Linked DNA regions of Anas platyrhynchos: region 2 is linked to region 1. The links are chromatin contacts, called in public Hi-C maps. All regions are on one chromosome and are shown on one strand. The core of a region is the stretch at or near the end of the contact, and the rest is flanking DNA. Distances in the headings are between cores, read along the strand shown.

The links. Hi-C and Micro-C count contacts between places; a contact is called where the count stands out from the background.
Region 2: a contact with region 1 is called in a Hi-C map of skeletal muscle, with 2.6 times the contacts expected there. The contact joins the promoter of ETFBKMT here to the enhancer-like site in region 1. A contact is called at or near these places in 2 of 8 Hi-C or Micro-C datasets (both in skeletal muscle).

Annotation. Positions count from the first base shown.
Region 1 is chr1:62,740,177-62,746,625 of IASCAAS_PekinDuck_T2T, reverse strand. All of the region lies in intron 2 of LOC119717675 (a long non-coding RNA gene), which reads left to right. Among named protein-coding and RNA genes, the nearest start is that of BICD1, 23 kb to the right of the region's middle. Within about 2 kb of position 2,830, at least 2 of the 8 cell types and tissues checked have an H3K27ac peak or open chromatin away from gene starts, as enhancers often do.
Region 2 is chr1:62,873,813-62,880,261 of IASCAAS_PekinDuck_T2T, reverse strand. It overlaps ETFBKMT (electron transfer flavoprotein subunit beta lysine methyltransferase), which reads left to right and starts at 3,285. Exons shown (of 4, transcript XM_021279197.4): 1 at 3,285-3,587; 2 at 5,123-5,543. The coding sequence starts at 5,227. It overlaps LOC106020316 (a long non-coding RNA gene), which reads right to left and starts at 1,233. Exons shown (of 3, transcript XR_011809960.1): 1 at 1,114-1,233.

The DNA of each region.
Region 1 (6,449 bases), core at 1,581-4,080:
AAATAAACTTATCCACAAGTAACGAATTATATCTGTCTGCTTAATTGATGTCATGACCTATAAGGGTTACCCGACCCACCAGATCACAATGCTGTGTTTGTAAGATTCTGCAAAACACAATGACATGGATGTTTTTGTTTCATTAATTTATTTATTACAAATTGCTACATGTTATTACTATTAGGATAAGTATATAATTATATTTACTATAGGCACACATTATTAATTTGAGGTATTACTGTTATTCTCACTCACCAAACTGCTCCAGGAGTGAAGCCCATCAACCACGGAAAGTCTCTCTGCATGGATAAGCTGCATCATGGAGGACAGAGTCATCTGGCATCTGTGGTTAGAGTCTGGTCTGACCGTGAGGTCTTGTGCAGAGAAGCTTGCCTTGGTTGGGTAGTGAGTTACTTTTTTATCTTTAGTGTAGGTACAAAAGTGGACTTGAGTTCCTGGAACAGTTCTTGCTTGCTTCAGCTTTCCTAGAAGGTCAGCTTACTGTTGAAGTTTCTTTGTTCTGCCCTTATCAGTGATGTCCCAGGCTCCCAGTTAAGTAGATATCCTTCTCTGAGAGTATGTTTCTGTTATGACCAGGTCACCTTTATGGCTGTTGCATCACTCATAAGACTTGGTTCATGTATTAGAATCATAGAATATCTGAGTTGGAAGGGAATCACAAGGACCATTAAGTCCAAATCCTGGGTCCCCAAAGGACCACCCCAAAATAAATGAATAAATAAATAAAAATCAGACCATGTGTCTGAGAGCTCTGTCCAAATGCTCCTTGAACTCTGGCAGGCTCAGTGCTGTCACCACTGCCCTGGGGAGCCTGTCCCAGTTCCCAACCACCCTCTGGGTGCTGAACCTTTCCCTAACCCCCAGCCTGACCCTCCCCTGTCCCAGCTCCATGCCATTCCCTCGGGTCCTGTCGCTGTCCCCAGAGAGCAGAGCTCAGCGCCTGCCCCTCCACTCCCCTCGTGAGGGAGCTGCAGGCCGCCATGAGGCCTCCCCTCAGCCTGCTCTGCTCTGGGCTGAGCAAACCAATGGGCCTCAGCTGCTCCTCATACAACTTGCCCTCTAGACCTTTCACCATCTTTGTTGCCCTCCTTTGGACACTCTCTAACAATTTTATATCTTTCTTATACTGTGGTGCCCCAAACTGCACACAGTGCTTGAGGTGAGGGCGCAGCAGCGCAGAGCAGAGCAGGACAATCCCTTCCCTCAGCTGGCTGGCAGTACTGTGCCTGATGCACTCCAGGATGCTGTTGGCCCTCCCGACCACCAAGGCACACCACTGGCTCATGTTCAGCTTGCTGTCTATCAAAACCCCCAAATTCCTTTCTGTGGGCTGCTCTCCAGCATTTCATCCCCTGGTCTATACGCATATTCATGGTAAGACTATGGAAGGAGAGCTCTGCTCTGAAATATTTTTTCTTCTGTCCTGAGTTCTGCTATTCCAGTGGTCCCTCCAACAGGGAATAGTTTCTGTTAAGAACTTGGTGGTGGGCTGGGTTAGCCATCATTCCCAGGGGAGACCTGCCACCTGCTAGCAAGGTGTAAGTAACAGACTTAATTTCCAACTGTCATTTGTAGCTCTGAAGCTAGCACGTACACCGTTTTTCTGAATTCCTTATGTTCTTTGTGCATCAAGCCCATTTACAGAAGTCAACTTAAATTCTTTAACAATTAATTGCTAAAAAAACAACAACACACAAACAGATTTCAGTAGAACAGGTTGCCTGAACTTTTCACTCCCAGATTATCTAGTAGTCAAGCAGAGATGTGGCATTTTCTGTCTTCCCCAGCTAACTCAATCTTGCAGACTGTGCATCAGTTTGTTTATTTATTTATTTTTAATCAGGATTTTTGGTGGAGGGTTATTAAAATGGTTATTTAAGTGGGACTCTCTATTAAAAATAACTTTAGAATGCACTCATGCAAAAGGTTTTTGAGTAAACCCCTGATGTGAATGCAAAAGTACAGTTGCAGAGAAGGAAATCTTATCTGGACTATTAGGTGATTGTTTATAAGCTGTTACACTAAACAGTGCTTAAGGTCTCACCCTTTCTGTTGAATGTCAATGGCCTCACATTCCTCCATTATGACTTCTGGCAAGTAATTTTTCCTCTTTTCTCAATTTTTGTAAGAAAAAATGGAAGACAGTGGGGGATCACAGACCCTTGGTGTGCAAAAGGGGCTGTTGAGACAAGATGGGCCAGTAACAAAATTGCCAAACCAGCACAAATATATTTAGTGTTTCTTCTGGTGAGAAAGAGACTGGTCAAATCAGTGTAACTATAAGGCAGTAATAGAATTGCTGATCTGGCAGTAATGAATTTAGCTAATTGCTGATATAACATCTAGTGGACCATGGGGTCGATGTTGTGAAATCGCTGTGGTTAAGCCAGCTGCGGAGCGAGGGTGAAGGGACTGGGTCGGCCTGTGGAGCTGACTCCCCAAGAAGGCAGCTGCAGGATGCAGATGGAGCGGCAGCTTGTCTTCAGGATGGATTCAGAGCTGTCTCCCCAGGGATGCTGAGCAAGCTGGCTGCATAAATGAGGAAATACAGAAGGTCACAGGTCACTGAAACTGAGTGGATAAAAGGGAAAATCAAAGAAAGAGAGGTAGCCTCAGCAGAGGAGGATTAGCACTATAAAATGCTGCTGTCTGGGCATCAACAGCTACAAAGGCAAACATCTTCTCCAGGCCATCCTGATACACAAGGTAGGACATGCCTGGAGCTATGGTGTTGTGAGCATGGACCCTAGTGGCCAACAGGCAAAAGTCTTGCAGGCCTTATTGAGCTGGGAGAACTCAGGATTCTGAGAATGCTTGGCATGCTAACCACAACACTTTGCTGACATTCATCTTATTTGTATACCGCTTAGTCTGCCACAGTTACATACTAGTTAGGTTTAGGCCTAAATAAATGACTGATGTAACTGTATGTCATCAATTCCTCACCCTTGTAGTTGTTGAGCTCCTTGGGCAATTTCTCAGAGCAGAAGACTGCAAATAGTGTGGAGCTGAAGCCTGGAGAGGCAGAGATGCTATAAGAAGCAAAAGACATACCTAGTGTTCAGCCTGTTAGAGCTGTCTTTGAAAACCAGAAGAGTGTCAAAGGGCACCTGTATCACTAAAGGTAAATCCATAAGGGCATTTATTCTGTTTTTCACAGAAAAGAAAGTCTTTTCTACCTTGCTGTAAGGAAAAGAGCTAATTTCTAAAAGAAACGAAAGAGGAGGTTCTGTAGTCACTAGGTGACAATGGGGAACCAGCCTGTTTGGAAATTACAGTAACCTGAAGAAAAGGAGATTGTTGTACAAAAGGGTTAAAAAGGAGAGAATGAAATTATTGGGAAAAGGTGATTCAGAAAGAAGCAATCCCAAGAGAACTGGGTAAGAAAAGGCAGAAACAGCACAGGGGAAAAATAATAATAAATAAATAAGTAAACACATACGTATTTTAGCTTTGGGATGTCCAGGGAAATGACAATGTGGTCTTAAACTGAGCTCTGGTTATCACTACTACATCCACTAGATGACAGTGTGGAGATTGAATTCAGTGCTACAGCAAGATCCATTCTGTGCTTCACAGGCCTGTGGATATTGTCTCACTTCTCTGCTATAAAATCGAAGTTCGCAATATGCTTGCACCCAGAAACTTTGTGTTCGTGGAAGGAAGGTGGTCTGGTTTGGTATTAATAATAAACTTAACACTGAAATGAAAGAAATGACTGTCACTTTCCAGCATTTTTTTTCCCCTTAAGCTTAGAGAGTTGGGATCTTGGGTTACATTGGGAAGTGGTGATGGAAAGTGAGCTAAAGAATGTGGAGGGACAGCCAGCTTCTCTCCTCTGTGCCTTGCAGCTTTGCAGACAGCCATGCTTTTGTTTGCATACCGTGAGCACCCCCTGGTGCACTCCCACAGCCTGCAGTGCCTGGCCTTGCAGTCCCCCGGTGACCCCTGATGGACACAGGAAAGAAAAAGCTGGAAAAAAGGGAACAGAAAGCAGTGGGGTGACAAGGACTAGATGCATGTACAGTATTGATTTCTGCGGTTTTGGAGTTTTGTATGAAGTAATGGGCAAAGCAAGGAAGAACACCCAGGAAATACAGCAGGTTTCCTTTCATAGCACTGTTTTTTTTTTTCCCCTGTACTTTCTCTTTCCACCGAGGGCATGGTGTGACACAGTACAAAGACGGTATCACTGTAGCTGTGTAGTGTGAAGAACTGCTAAAAATTATAAATGAATACTTAACACCCAACTGGGATTTACCATAAAAGAAAAATAAAATAGAAGCAAAGACTGTATTGGAGTTGAAATCAGTACAGACTAGGTTAAAGTAAATGAAGATATACTACCGTAATGCCATTTTTATGAAAACAATTATAAAAATGTGCTGCCAGCATGCAGGCAAGATGTATGTTAATGAGTCTCCAAATCTTGGTTGCTGTGATTAACCCTGCTTTAAGGTGATAGATGTGATCTTTATTGCTTCACCTTCTCAAATAGCCTTCATTTTGTAGGACACCACATGTAGTTGTCCTAACGTCTGCATTTCATACCAGCTTCACAGGTTGCTCTGTCCTTTTCTTGCAACATGAATGGTTTTTAGTTGCTCTTCTGCAGTTCCTTTCTCTGACAGGTGACAGCAGTGTCCTCTGGGGGTAAGAGTGTTGCGGGGGGCACAAACCATCCACTGGGTGGCTGTGGGGCTCACATGGTCAACCCCCTTCCATTCCATTCTGTCTTTTCCCTATTAAAAAATGTCTTAGCTTGTCATGAAATATTAATCTGTTGTGCCATTTGTTGTAGCACAGCTTGCCGTGCACTGGAATCCCAAAGTGCCCTCAATTCTGTCTCAGCCTGGTACATATGCTTTGAAACTGACAGTTGGCAATTGTCCTGGTGATTTTATAGCAGCCAGGGTTTTAGGATTTTTCATTTTTGTGCTGTAGAAACTTGACCTTATACGGGATAACATGAAATTCCACAAGTGAGAACGAATGGATTTTCTTTTGCTTTGAAATTTTTCTTTCCATTTAGGGGAAGATTTGTCAGTCTAATTTTCTTTACCAGCCTTTCTGTAACAAGGAAGAGGAAGTACTGTGAGTGATTTTGCTTAATAACTGCTGATCCATTAGTCTTTCATGGCCTTTGGATCAGGCAGCTGTGTGGAGAAGAATTTAAAATCAGGATCAGGATGAATCTTCCTTTTCTTCTAAATTAACTGTATCGTGCAATTTCGTGAACAATTATTTCAGTCTCCTTACTTCTCAAACACTGTTATTTATTATTAAAGGATGCTTTGAACATAAAACTATTAGGATGCCCTTTATTAGACCGGCTTACTGCTGCTCTCTTTCTAATGAATTTTTTGCTTTATGGCTTGCTTGCTGAGTTTGGGCTCTTACTTTAAATCAAGCAATTGATTCACTGTTCAAAGTCAGTTTATCGGAGCGCATCTTCATGAAATTGCCTGCCAGCAGACAAGCCCAGGCAATGAAAAATTAGGATAGAAAACAAAGTAACCCTGTTATTTTTCAGGCTCATGAACATTTAAGATCTGCTTCTGCAACACTCAAACTGTGGAAGGAGAGGTACCAAGACTATACCTCAGTGAGCTGTCAGTGGTCTCTGGGTCAGCCACCCAGAGCAAGCTTAAAATTGGGTCATCTGTGAGTTATATACATGGGCCTTGGTTTGAAGGGTTTTAAGGAAGATGAGAAGGAGGAATGCCACCAGCAGTCTTGGAGAGTAGATAAATAGGAGGGAAGATTTTTGTAGGCAGGAGTTGAATGTTTCATGCATTTGATGAGGATCCACAGTGCCCCTGCAGCAGTGCAATTTGAGGAATTACCTGTCCTTATCTGCTAGGCCAGCATGGGGTGCACACCTTGTGCTCTGGTATAGAGATGCTTGGGAGAACGGTGGTCTGAGCAAGTACATTAAAGCAACATGCTGCGGAGCTGTGTGGAGAAGTGAGCCAGGGCCCTGGATGCCCATCTGGTTTGGCTCCCAGATGTGGTTTTCCTGGTGCCCCCAGGAGCGCACCTGTGTAATGCTCTGCTGTGTGGTGTCACTGTGTCCAAAGTGCCAAAATAAGCCTCCTCCCCAGAAAGGTCTTCTGCTACCAGCCCAGCAAGACCAAAAGTAAGCAATCCTATGGACTGACACCAGCTCATCCTAGAAGGGGAAATGAAATGAGAGAGGTGATGGATGAACAGCCTGGGATTGCCGTAGCCTTCCTGATGGGTTCGTCACAAGGCAGGATCCCTCTCCCTATTTTTCCAGTGAGATGTCTGTAAATTTACTCTGTCAGTACAGGGAATGTGATAGGCCCCAAGAAAGCCATCATTCCCAGTTTGTAATCATGTGGCAAGTTATCATGTCTGCCTTAGAAAATTATACCATAAACTGCCTTTTGCATACAGCAGTGGAA
Region 2 (6,449 bases), core at 2,036-4,535, 130 kb before region 1:
TTGAGACCAGCTGGAGAGGCTCCCTAGCGCACAAGCAGCCCCTTCTCAGCTGTCATCTCCTTCCTCTCTCAGGGCTTTGTAGGGAAGTGCAGACTGATGTGATGGTACAGAAAAAAAAAGAAAAGAAAAAACAAATAAACAAACAAACAGATAAATGACGTGACAGCAGTCAGCCATTCATCAGCTCTATTTGAAGCCCTTCCTTCTTCCTCCAGGAGCTCTGTCCCACCATAGGCTAGCTCCAGAGATGAGATACCCAGCTCCCAAGTTGAGATACCCAACAGCTTCCAGTAGATTGCTGTAACACTAAAGCTCTAGCCACCCAAGAGAGAGCACAGGCGTCCAAAAAGCTTTTACAGATTTTACATAGTAGCATCACAGCGGTGCAAGAAGTACAACGGGGACCGTTCAGTGAGTGGATGACAAAAGGGAGCTGTGAAGAAACCCACTAACTATCCCCCACCAGCCATTCTTTGGGAGTACTAACACAGTCACCCCCAAATGGCTGTGCCAACATCATGGTAGCTCCTTCTTAGATGCTGCCTGTGTGGAAACCTTCTTGCTGTGCAACCAGAACCACCAGCACACCTGTGTGTACACAACACAGCTCTGGACACGTTCATTAACTGCAGATATGCTCATCAGGTTCAGCTGGTTTCTGCCCAAGTTTCCCACACAGTGAGGTTTCACTCAGGCTAGCTGATTGTCACAATATACCCCACCTGAGTCAAGGTCTCGGTATTTCAAGGAGACTTCAGCTGTTAAAAAACAGAGCTTAAGCACCCTTAAAAATATGCATCCTCTTGTTTTAATATCAAAATAAGTAGCCCCACAACACTCTTGCATGAGCAGTTAGCCAAATCCGGACCAGCACACAGCTGCATCAGCAAGGTACAGCACTCTCTGAAGAGCAATGAACACAAAGAAAAGCAGAAACCCTCTGACTCCATGTGTCTTTTGAGGCTTTGCCTATGCTACATAAATGCTCCCATGCTTGGCTGCGCATGAACATGAGCAAAAAACTGAGACCAATTGCATTTTAACTGTGTATACAGGCAAAGACAAAACTAGGGATGATGTTAGAAATGAGAGTTTTCATCTTCTTGGTCTTACCTCTGTGACTCTTGCAAGAACCCTTCATCTCAGAAAGACTAAGCCTACATAAGCATGAGGGACAGATTAACTTAGCTTTTGCTTATTTCACCCCATAGAAAACTATACCTTGCATGCTCCTCTGCTTCCATCCTATGCCAGGCTGCACCTGATACCTTTATTTTTGCCAGCTGTTGCTCGTTCCTTCTCCTAACCCAATGCAGCTGGAAGGTATAGGGACAAGTAAACCTATGAAAAACACACACAATGCTTTCAGGACATATTGCATATAATGTATGATTTGTTTTGTCAGGCTAGCTATTCTTCAAATGCAAAAGATGCAGTGATTCTGAAATGAGTAGGTGTGGATTGTACCTGGAGGCACAACAGAATAATTGAATTGCCTCTCCCTTACCTAGCTAGTGCTCTCAACTTCAATTTTCCCTTAGCCACTAGCTAATGTGCCAGCTGTATTTTGATAATGACTTGTTTCTGCAGCCTCTAGCCAACCACAAATTGATCCTGATGTGCAAAACCCCTGACTGTTGATATTGAGTTGTTGGGAGGCTTTTTATAATTCAACAGCACTCCAAATGAATCCATATTCTGTGAATTTCCACTGAGGTCCTTCTGTTGAAGTGAACAATAGCAGTTGGCCTTGCAGGAAGAGCTCTGGGAATTGGAGCTGTAGATTCAGTTTTAAAAGGTAGGAGAGAAGGAATAAGGTGAGGTTATCAACCGGCTGCTGCCCTGCAGGTCTTTCTTCCCTTGGGTTTAACCTTTGTATCTGCAACGTCTCATGAGTCATGGGTTCCTTAACATGAAGGCAGCTCTTCTCTGTCTTCCCTTTTTCCCCATTCTCAGACACTTCCACTTGTTTTTGTTGTTAATTGGTTCAGACAAGATTTCCCCAGGGTCCTAGGCAGTTTTATCATCAGCCCGTAATCCACTAATTCCCTTGGACGCACAGGACTCCCTTTTGTGTTATGCTACAACTGCCTCTTTGAACGAGTTGCGCTCCTCCACCATCTATCAGATCAATGTTTTGTTGTGATTAAAGTTGTCCTTGTCCTCAGAGCAAATTCCAGCACAGTTACGTTAGCTGGCTGCAAACTGCATCAAGCGTTTGATCAGCAGAAATTCTCAAGATGCTACTATCTAACTAAAGCAAAAAGCCTTAGGAAATGAAACACTTTTTTTTCTCACAGGGATGGGTGGTGATCCTTTCCTGACATAATCAACAAGAGCACATCCTGAAAGTCTAAGTGGTTTACCCAGACTTTTGCAAGAGGGCTGGCAGCTATCATCGGTATCAGAGCCTTTTAACGTCACACTTGGAGTCTGGAAGGGTTTTTTTTAACTGCCTCAGTGGGGTGCTGCTCTGTATTAGAGAGCAGTGACCTCACTGAGGTTCAAATAGCTACTGAGCAATACCATGTACTGGGAGTTCAGAAGAACTAGGCCTGAGAAGTTACTTCTTAAAATGCCTGGAGACTGACGATCAAAGTGAACAGGCTTTCCTGTGAGGTTTCTCTGAGAACCTTCTGAGAGCATCAGCAGTATTTTGCAAGTCTCTTCTCAGCCATAAAATAAAATGTACAAGGCAGAGATGTATTATGTGATAAAGTCATTATCACACCTTAATAAGGCACCCTGAGCTGATGTTGGTAGTCACTCTTCTATTACAGTACTGAGCTCTTTATTTCAGCAAGAACTGCTGAAAGATTCAAGACCTTTGAAACCTCACAGTTCACCCTAAGGCCTCCAAGAAATAATGTCCTTCCTGCACCTAGGCCATGCTTTGATATCAAAGCCTATAAAAGATGAGGGGTGACTCCTGCTTTACAGCCACATGCGGACAAGTAAAAGACACGCAAACATCCCTACAGCTCAACACGCTGGTGGACTTCAGCCCCCTTCATGTGGTGAGCAGACACCAGCCTCTGGATGGGCCCTGGCCTTCTCCTGCTGCATCCTGGCCTCTTGGCAGCCCAGCACGGTGGGGCCACCTTCCTTGGGCACTCATGGAAGACTAAATAATTTTAAGGCCTTGCTTTGCACCCTGGAGAGCACATTTCATGTGTATGGAGCCAGCAGGTCACTAGATGGCCTCATAACCCAGGCGATCGGGCAGATCCAGGTTTCGCTTGTGTGATCTGCTCTTAACCCGGCACCTGCAGAGCTGCAGGGCTGGCAGCATCACCTCAGGCACGGCTCAGGAGCCATTTACAGAACGCAGCATGTGAAATTTGGGACACTTTGTGCCACGGGGAAGCTAGAAAAGCCTTGTTTGCTGTTCTTGTCAGAAGCTGCTTCTATTCCCCACTGGGGCCTCTTGTGTCCCTTAGCTGGATCCAGCCAGGACATCAACGAAGCAAAGGCAGCCCCTGTGGGAAGGCTTCTGTGGTGTTGTGGCACCCAACCACCCAGTGGGGAACCCAGAAATTCTCCTGGTGTGTGTGGGATCGTGGCTGGGGAAAGAGGAGCAAGATGAGGTATGAGGGTTTGATTGCATGCTGTAGTCACTGCCTGGTGAAAACATGCTTTATTGCCTAAATATATATATATTTAAAGGGAATGAAGGAAACAGAACCATTCATAAGTTGTCGGGTGCTTGTCCAGAGCAGAGCAGCTTGAGGGGAGGCCTCATGGCACCTGCAGCTCCCTCACGAGGGAAGCGGAGGGGCAGGTGCTGAGCTCTGCTCTCTGGGGACAGCGACAGGACCCGAGGGGACGGCATGGAGCTGGGACAGGGGAGGGTCAGGCTGGCGGTTAGGGAAAGGTTCTGCACCCACAGGGTGCTCGGGCACCGGGACAGGAGCGATTTAAGCCGCCCTCCCTCATGCCCCTGCTGTGACGTTTGGGGTGAAAGAGAAGCGAGGGCGCCCTCAGCGCAGCAGCCATGTTGCCGACTTGAGGGACAGCGGCTGCTCGTGTCGGCACGTATCGCGACACAGGACACCGGCAAGCCGGGAGCCGAGCCCCCCAGCGCCGAGCCCTCTCCCCGTGCTGCCGCTTTAAGGGCGGGCGGCACAGCACAGCACAGCCCAGCACGGCCCGGCCCGGCCCCGGCGCGGCGCAGCGGGGCGGAGCGGCGCAGCGCGGCGGCAGCAGGTAGGTGGCGGCCGGCAGCGCCCCGCGACAGGCCCCGGCCCCGCCTCGCCCCGCCGCGGGGGGGCGGCCCTGTCGCGGCCTTGTCGCGACTGAACCTCGGCCTGTCGGGCGCGGTAGCGTGCTGTGCATCAAATTAACGTGCAGCAATTAGCGGGGGATTACGCGGCTCGGCCTGGCCGGGGAATGTCGCGTGGGTTAATTACCCGCGGTAATCGCCTGGGCTCTGCCCAGTGGCGTTCTCAGGCGTGGAGAAGCAAAGCGTTGTCACAGGTGTTTGTAATGAAAATACTGAGCCTGCAGCCAGCGATTAAAGCCAGGGTTTGGCAAGCTGAATAGCAGGTGTTGGGTGTCAGGAAGCAGTCAGACTAAAACTAAAGCAAAGGCTGTGCTCACACAGCAGAAAACACAGGAGCTTCTGCTGAGGATGTGGACAAGGAAAGGACAAGTGAAGCCCCGAGACACAAAGTGCTATTCACCCACTGCTCAGCCTCTGCCTATGGCCCTGTTTGCTAGCAGAGGCCTCGAAAACCAGCCTTGAGCAGTCAGCAGGCACCTAAGTGTGAGCTTGCCCAGCCTGAACGCTTCATCTTCTAAAGACAGTTTTGGGGAATGTGCTGGTTCTGTTTTTCTTGCGTTAGCTCGGGTTAATCTTTTCGTTTAATTTTTTGGCTGTCGGCTTTCCCACTAACTGGTTGATTCTCATTGAATGTGTTGATAGCATTCTTCCCAGTGGGTCCTGTGACAGCTCCTTCCTTACATACCACTCCCTGCAGGCTTCAAAGGCTGTCTGGGACAGGGGCAAGACACATGTTCATGACAGTACAACAGCACGGGAACCTCTGCTCCCTAAAGCCCTGGTGGTGCTTAGCCCTGCAGTCACAGAAAAATCGCTTACATAGCGTTATTTCCCTTTCAGGAATCATCATCTGTCAATATGAAAAACAGCGTCCTGTGAGTTTGCTTCCAGCCGCCTCGTCGCCCGTCTCAGATAAGCTGTGCTCCAAGCTGTCCTAGGGAGAGATGGCCTTCCGTGGCTGGAGGCGGCTCCTGCTGGGCAGGCAGAACACCCTGGCCAGGGCTTGGAGGAGCAGGAGAGGAGCCCCTTCTCTGCGCTGGAAGCGCTGCCGCCACTGGAGCGCTGGCAGGACTTTGGACCCTGAGGTGAGGGCGTTTTTGGAGGAGAACACGGAGGTCACCAGCAGCGGGCACCTCACGCCAGAGATACGACTGCGCCTCCTCACCCCTCGCTGCAGGTTCTGGAGGGAAAAGCCTGACCTGTGGCCTTACGGGGACCCATTCTGGGCAATTTACTGGCCAGGAGGCCAAGCCCTGTCCAGGTATGCAGCACACATCGCTGAAAACACTCAGTCCAGTCTGCAGCTGGCCAGGAGGTCAGGTCTGGCTCTGGCTGTAGTGATTTATGGTGACATGTAGTTGCCTTGTATGAGAGCACATCATCCATGCTCCTCTCTGCTTATACAGGATAGAAGCAGTCTCTTCTGGTTGGCTGTGAAGTTTCAGCACCTGCTATATGTAGAGTAGCTTATAGCTCTTATGTTGAAATCTGTTGTCTTCCATGGAGCTGCATGCGTTGACCACAGGGTTGAATTTGGATCTGTGGAAGAGCTGTGCGTTTGCCATCAAAACCTTGCAGAGTGTTTAGTGCCATCACCCATTGTCACTCCTAACAGAAGGATGGCTGTTCTGTGGTGACACGTTGCTCTTGCTGCTGTTGTTGGAGACAGACAGGCAGTGGATGTATGTCTGGTCAGCTGAGAAAAGTAGGTTTGTGCTGATGCTCTTGGAGTGCTGGCTAGCCTGAGTCGATCTCTTCCTTTAGGATTTCAGCAGCCTTATTATCAAGCTTTACTGACTGCCTTCTGGTCACATCAGAAGCCATACTTTTATTTTTGCCACCTACTGTAGAAATGTGTTTGAATGTTGTTGCTATTCCTGATTCCCAGAAACTAGTTAGAGTTCTGTTCTTCTGTGAAATGAAATACCTTACTTTGAATAGCAGGAAAAAAAAAGTAATTATAACAAAGTAACTGTCAGACATTTCTTATGTAGATGAAATGGGAGGATCTGAATTGGGGCTTTGCTGTTTTTCTGGTGGGAAGTGTAAATAGGATGGCACTTTCAGCCAGGAAAAAGATGGGTTGTGCAGTTAAATTGTTGATTAGCCTGCCATTTAGACAAATTAGGATGCTTCTAAACAGTGCAAAATTGAATAAGATAAGGTA